2 separate regions of the Anser cygnoides genome follow, and region 2 is linked to region 1. The links are chromatin contacts, called in public Hi-C maps. All regions are on one chromosome and are shown on one strand. The core of a region is the stretch at or near the end of the contact, and the rest is flanking DNA. Distances in the headings are between cores, read along the strand shown.

Region 1 (3,422 bases), core at 374-2,873:
GCCTCACTGTGGGCCATTTAAGCTGACATTGCCAAAAAATGAAGCAGCCATTAGGGCACAGCTTCTGCCGCTCTGTCCGTCACATATCCGGCATTCCCCAGGCTGAACTCAGGGCGGTCAGAAGGACGTTCAGGTTAGTCCTCATCCATCCCATTTGCGCCACTAAACCAAGCACCAGCAAATGAAACGGAGCAAGCCTTCAGTCTGCCGCCAGCAGAGATCCGGCACGCTTCCATCGGCCGTTGTAGGGCTGGGAATTCCCCCTCTCTCTCCCTCCTTCCCCACATCACTGAGATTTTCGCTGTTATAACCTGTGCCGTTTCGTACCTTTTCATGTCTACTGCTTTACCACAAAGTGGGAAAAATATCCTCAGTCCACTCCTGCCGCTTAGGAGCACGTCCAGGTACTTCTCTAGCAGCCTGCAGAAGAACAGATACTTTTTACTTTGCACTGAGAGCATTTGTGCTGGCTCAGGAAAGAGCCAAGCGCTACAAGATATCACACAAACTCCACCATGGGATACACGGCCCTAGTTAGAAATGCTATTAGAAGTAAAAACAAGAGCTATGAACATTCACCTTCCATTTTCTCGGAAAGCGAACTTCATGTCTGTTGAGCAAATTTGTCCTGGTTTCTGTTTGCTCGCCTTCTCAGGTAAACAAAACAACTTACCCACTTGTAAGAGGGCCGCAAGAGGCAGCTTAAACAGAATGATGATTAAACCTCTGGATCAATCATTTATACACGTCTCAAGTGTAAGTTTTATTAGTTACAAGACAGTATAGTTGGGTGTTCTCCCTCAGGCCCCTGTCCTCCAGGGCACAATAATTGCCCCAGCGTTGCTTTAGGCCCCGGTTTCATAACTTACGAACAGCAACGCAGAGCCTTTGCTTCAGACAACTTAAGACTTTTTAGTCAGGTCGCCTAAACTTTACAGTTTAAATCATGATTTAAGGAGGGACAGCTCTAAATGGAACGATGTCTTTTTTTTTTTTTTTTTTTTCGCTGCCATTTTTTAACAAGTGGAGGTCACACAGCTGCGTCAACGTTCAGGCAGTGCCCGTTTCAACGCGTTTCTCTACACAACCTCTCCAGCTTTAGGGGGGTTTGTTGGACGAACCGGGCCGCCCCCTCCCCGTCCCTCCAGCCGAGGTGCCGTACGGGTGCCCGTGCTCCTTGTGGAAGGCGGCCGCCCCCGTTTCCCACTTGTGCAGCCACTCCTGCGCCGTCAGCGCCCTGTCCTTCTGCGCCCCGCCGCCTGGCAGCTCGGCGGGCACGCCGGCAGGGCCGTCCATTTCCAGCGGCTGTGGGAGGGAGAGGGAGAGAAACGCCGGTCAGCCGGCACCGCGCACAAGCCCCGCTCCAGAGGGTTTATTTGGCTGGAGCGCTGCGCTGCCCGCGGTGCCCTCCCCCCCAAGGGTCTCCAGCCCCATCCTTCCCGTCCGAAATGGAGGGGCCGCTCCTCGCCCCCCGTCCCTCACACACGTCTACCTGGCGGCGCCGCGGCCCGGCTCGGGGGCGAAGGAGCCTGGGGGCCGGTGGCTGTGGCGGGGCCGGGCCGGGCCGGGCCGTGCTGGCGCCTCCCCCTCGCTGTGCTGAGCGGAAGCGGCGGCAGCAGGAGGCGGGCTGAGAGGAGGAGGAGGGAGGAGGAGGAGGAGGAGGAGGAGGAGGAGGAGGATGGCGCTGGGGTCGGCCGCGGCGGTGAGTGAGTGCCCCCCTCTCCCTCAGGCGGCGGGGCAGGTGCAGCGCGGCCCCCGCCTCACCTCCGTGCCCCGCTCCATCCCTCCCTCTCCCCCTTCCCTCTCGCCGCAGCTGTAGCAGGAGGCGGCGCGGACACGCGTGGATGCGGTCTCCGGCCCCTGAGGTGAGCGCCTGGCGGGGACGCCCCCAGCCCCGTGCCGGGGCCGCTGTCACCGCGCTGCGGGCGGGAGGGCGGCGACCCCCGGCGTGGGGCTGGGGTCGGGGGGCTGGGGGCTGGGGTCGGGGCTGGGGTCGGGGCCGTGGCCGGGGCCGGCGCCCCGAGTTGTGTAAAGGTGTGCGCGGCCCCTCGCTCCCGTTCCCCTCTCGCTTCCTCTCTTTTATTTATTTCTCCTCTCTTTCCTTTCCTTTTTTTTTTTTTTTTTTTTTTTTTTTTTTATTTTTTCTTTTCCCCAAGCCAAACTTGCTGTCAGCTCCCCGTGGAGCCCCGGGGGGGCTTTCCCTTACAGGCCAGGCTGGGCGAAATGTTACCGTGAGGGACGTGCTGTGTGTCCCCCTCTCCCCCGTCATGGGGGGCATTTCCTTGGCCGGTAAGACCACGTATATAGGGTTCAGAGCCAGTAAGACCACATTTATAGGGCGCGGAGCCAGCAAGACCCCGCTCATAGGGCACAGACCCCCCAGGCTCCGTGAGGTGCGCGCTGTTTGCTCCCTCTCCAAAGAGCCAGGGGTTGTGGGGTGAGCCCAGTGGGGTTTGTGGAGGGGACCTGGGGACGAGGTGACACGCAGCTGGATAACAATGGCCTTCCTGCAGCTAGCCGGCCGCCTCCTGCCCACCTCCTCATCCCCCGGCAGCAGCACTGACAGCACAAACATATTCGGGCTCCCGTACTGCCGGCCTCCGCCCTGCCAAACCGGAGGCCTGCCTGAGCCTTCAACATCCTCAGAGAACTTCTTAGCGAGCCATAACTGTCTCATCTCTCTTTTTTATTCTTCCCCTCCCAACCTCTCAAATGCAAGGAAACAGCACCAGTTTGCCTCCTGGGATGCTCGCACCTCTCCTGCGACCACCTGGAGGCACCGAAACCAGCCAGGGCCAGTGGGGGAGGTCAGAGCCTCCACCCTAAAGGCAACAGTATTTAGGGATGGTTAGCTAGTGGCCGTGGCCAGGAGGATACACGGAGGTGATACAAAGCGATACTGTTGTGCCCCCAACCCAGAGGGACAGCCCCAGGAGGAGAACAGGCACCGTTTCCTGGGGCTTCACGCGGTGCTTTGGGAAATGTCACATAAATGCCAGTGGTTGGCTCTCCTGTCTCTTCTTCTATCCTCATCCACCCCCGTGCAGTGGGGGAAGCTGTGGTGGAACATTGTTGGCTTTTTGGGGGAGTAAACATTGACATTTTTTTTTCCCCTCTAATTAATTATAATTGATTTTTCTTGTATAGAAAAAGAAATTAATTTTTGTGTTGGCTTGTCCGAACTCATTTCTCTCCTCACATATGTGGATATTGTGTGAATCTTCCCTTCTGCACCCAAATCAATTCCCTCTATGTTGAGGGCAGAATAAAGCAGCGACTTACTTGATTTATGTCAGCTTCATTTGAAACTTTGTAAAGATGCCCATTCTCTCCTCCTGCTACCTTTACTTCTGGCAAAATCCGTGAATGAAGCTACTGCTAGCACATCCCTTACTGTCAGCTTGAACAAGGAGGATGCAGCC
Region 2 (3,422 bases), core at 618-3,117, 56 kb before region 1:
TGCGCTCTTTTGTTCTATTTTCTTCCCCTCATTTAATCGTAATGAAGTCACTTGTGACATTACAACAGTTTCCTGAGCAACAGTCCAGTCAGATGTGATGAACACAAGATAAGGGTGTGAGCAGGAGTGAGCTCGTAACCCACCGGAGATAGAGATTTAGAATTCAGCATAAATCTCTCAGGCCAAAGAAGCAACTGGATCCGTCCTCTTCTACGTGAAAAAAAGAGAGCTTCATACAGTGGGATCAGACTTTGAAACATCATTAAAGAAACACAACATCCGTTCCACAGGGAAAATACATTAGGTGTAGAAACAAAGCAGAAAAAGCTACTGTAACACAGCACTTTCAGTTGCAGTAAGATGAATGATAATCTAATGGCTGGCTGGCCTCATCATCCTGATTCAATATTTGGCTATCGGGTTTCCCAAGAACTTAAAAATATAATGTATTATGTCTGCAGAGCAGAAAGGGTAAGGTCTAAGTAATAACCCCTGATCAAGCCAGGTGCATGTACAAACCAGAAACAGTCAGAAATGAGAAACAGAATTAATTGTACACTGGAAGGCAGGAACCTAAGCATGAGAAATGCAGCCTTAATTCATCCAGATATATACTTAGTCCTGTATCAATAGACAAAACACCTTTAGGGGTTTCACAGGGTGTCTGCAGTTTTTCCAGAGAGCTTGAAATGCCACGGGTTAACCAGTGTTTCTGTCCTGGGACAACTACACTTAATATTAATAATTAACCCAAGGCACAAACAACAAGAACTGCACAGTCAGCATGTTTTAAACACATAAGGCACAAGAGTGGAGTTTGTTTTCTTATACTGTAGTAATACCTTGGAGGTAATTATTGTTTCCAAAAGATGCTCCTCAGAAAAACAGTGGTAGAAATATGCCGTAATAATACTCCCTCCTCCTCTGAAACCGCTCCAAATGAACATTTGAAGGAGCCATTATCAGCAAAAGCAATTGTTTCTTTATTGGCATCATATTAACTATCGGCATGAAAGCTAACCAGGAATCCTGCTCCAAAAGCAAACCAGTCCTTGAACAGTGCTCCTTGTCCTTTTGTTCCTATGAGAGCTTCATATTTCAGATCAAACCTAACACTGAATGATGGTAAAAGCGAAGCTCTGTGGGCGTGGAGGTCCACTGAAAGAAAAGCTGTAAACAAAAATCCTCAAGATGTAAAACCTGCGTAAATAAGTGATGCAACTCAAGTCTATTCACTATGCTAATGAGGAAAATCAAGGCAATGCAACCAGGAAAAAAGGAATCGTTCATTTCTCTGCTTACAGCGGTGAGAAACAAATAACAGTTAACTTCAGGGAAATAAGTTCTGAACTGTACAATGAGCACGGCTACACAGCATAATTCCTGTTTCTAATTCCTACCCTATTAACGCCAGCACAGTCTTCCAGCAAACACAGACACCCTTCTACAAAATCATAGGACCACAGAAAGGGACAGGGTTTCATATGTCATGTTAGGTCCCAAATCAGTGTGAACTTTAATTTAGAGTCACATTTTATAAGTGTCAAGTTTGGGGGTAAATTACTACAACAGCCAATGACAGCACCCTTGGTAAACTCAGTATCTCAGTCACTAATGTTCCAAGAAAGAAAATCCATTCAATGCTAGTCCTAGATAGTATTTAGTATACCTAAATTAAACCTATTGTTACTAAAACATGAACAGCCAGCTCCTTGTTAAGCTTTCAGAGGGGCAGATAAGAAAGTGACTGTAAACAGGACTTTGGAAGTGTCTGTTTTAATTTGGGGAGGTGGTAGCAGGGAAAAAAATGCAATAGAATACTGTATGAAGCAGTCATTTCCAACTAACAGGAAAGCTTAAAAGGTGATTTTTACAGACTTAAAATCTCTGTAAGCCTATTTCCAAAAAAAAAAAAAAGGAAATTAATATACGCACTCTAGGGCCAATCTGAAGAGCTGCCTCAAAAGTTTTTCTTGGAAGACTTAGCCAACAGCAACTGTCTTCCAGTAACTTTTCACATGTGAAGAGAAAAAAAATATAATCATAACAGAAGAAGAAAAAAGCTATATTCTGTATCTGGCTATCCTTTAGCAATTTGCCAGTCCCCATTGAGCTTCCTCAGTCAGATCTGATTTGTCCCCCAGGAAGCCACAGTGCAATTCATTCCGAGATGCCTGGGGTGTAAAATTACTGCTCTCTCTCTCAGCTCACCTGGGCACCAGGACCTGGCACAGCCTGGAAGACAACACCAGAGCTGGAATTTAATCCCCTCATACTAGCTCTCCTTCAGACAGGAGGCACAACACTGCAACGTCAGACGCAGCATTGGGTGTCTGTCACCCAGGGTGGCAGATGCACCTGCACCCAGCCTACCTGCACCCTTCTCCCATTGCTAACAGCAACATCAGGTCACCGGGCTGCATCGCTAACATTTCTCAAGCACCTCAGCACTGACACATCCTTCCAAGATGCCAGCGAAACACCTAACACCTTATGTGAACGACTGTAATTCAAAGCCTGTCAAACACACTTTATTCGCAGTGTTGTGTGAAGTGCTAGGGCTTCTGAATGCAGAACAAAAACTATGCTGCTCTACAACAAGGAAATGCTTCGTGACTCTTCCCATGAGAAAGTGCATCTTTGCGAGCCTCGCTCAGCTGTTTCCTTTGCCCACCACCTACAGAAAGCCCCAGAGTCTAAAAAATTAATGGTTTCTTATCCTTCAAGAAGTCACTTTGAAGAACAGTTAAGTCTTTGCTTTTTTTTAATTTATTTTTAACGAGTTACCACTGTTTCCATCTGGTCACTTTTGTACATCTTTATCATTCACTTTATTACTCACTTTTCTACATAACTGTAGTATCACCTAGTATGGAAAGTTATTTGAAATGATGATATCTGTGGATCTAAAGCAGTGCTGAAGAACGAATATACTACGATGCTAAATACGACAAAGTTATAAGATACAGAATACAAAAGACTGAAGATTTAGAAAGAGCACAAAGCATGGCTGCAGGCAGCCTACTTTCTCGTGTTTTAGAATCAAAAAATAAAATCCAAACCCAACACACACGGATGCATTTATTCAGAGAACACATTTCAAATGTTTCGACGTGAACTACTTTTTTTCCAAACCAATTCCTGAATTCCTGAGAAGCTTCTAAAAGCTGTCCACTCTTCATTATTGTGAATTACTTCCATAATCTCTGAAAACCATGCTAAGGGATTTACAGCAATCTTCCCTTCCCGGTAGGAACCAGTGTCTTCTGACCCAATTCCAACTAAATCACCTCATCTACAACTCAATCTGAATCAGGATTTTTTTCCTCCAATGCTAAAAATTGCCCATTCTATCTGTAATCTCCTGCAGCCCCTACACAAGGCTTTGCCACTATTCTCCACCGCCAGCATGAGCTGATGAA

Evidence for each region. A called contact is a pair of places that touch in the nucleus more often than the background predicts.
Region 2: a contact with region 1 is called in a Hi-C map of liver, with 14 times the contacts expected there. The contact joins the enhancer-like site here to the promoter of TPMT in region 1. A contact is called at or near these places in 2 of 7 Hi-C or Micro-C datasets (both in liver).

What each region holds. Positions count from the first base shown.
Region 1 is chr2:53,195,533-53,198,954 of Taihu_goose_T2T_genome, reverse strand. It overlaps TPMT (thiopurine S-methyltransferase), which reads right to left and starts at 1,623. Exons shown (of 9, transcript XM_066992074.1): 1 at 1,493-1,623; 2 at 1,163-1,305; 3 at 328-420. The coding sequence starts at 1,296. It overlaps KDM1B (lysine demethylase 1B), which reads left to right and starts at 1,631. Exons shown (of 22, transcript XM_048058080.2): 1 at 1,631-1,702; 2 at 1,814-1,865.
Region 2 is chr2:53,251,951-53,255,372 of Taihu_goose_T2T_genome, reverse strand. The region is part of intron 2 of KIF13A (kinesin family member 13A); the gene reads right to left. Among named protein-coding and RNA genes, the nearest start is that of KIF13A, 24 kb to the right of the region's middle. Within about 2 kb of position 1,867, at least 1 of the 3 cell types and tissues checked has open chromatin away from gene starts, as enhancers often do. A contact at or near this core is called in liver, where this site is marked.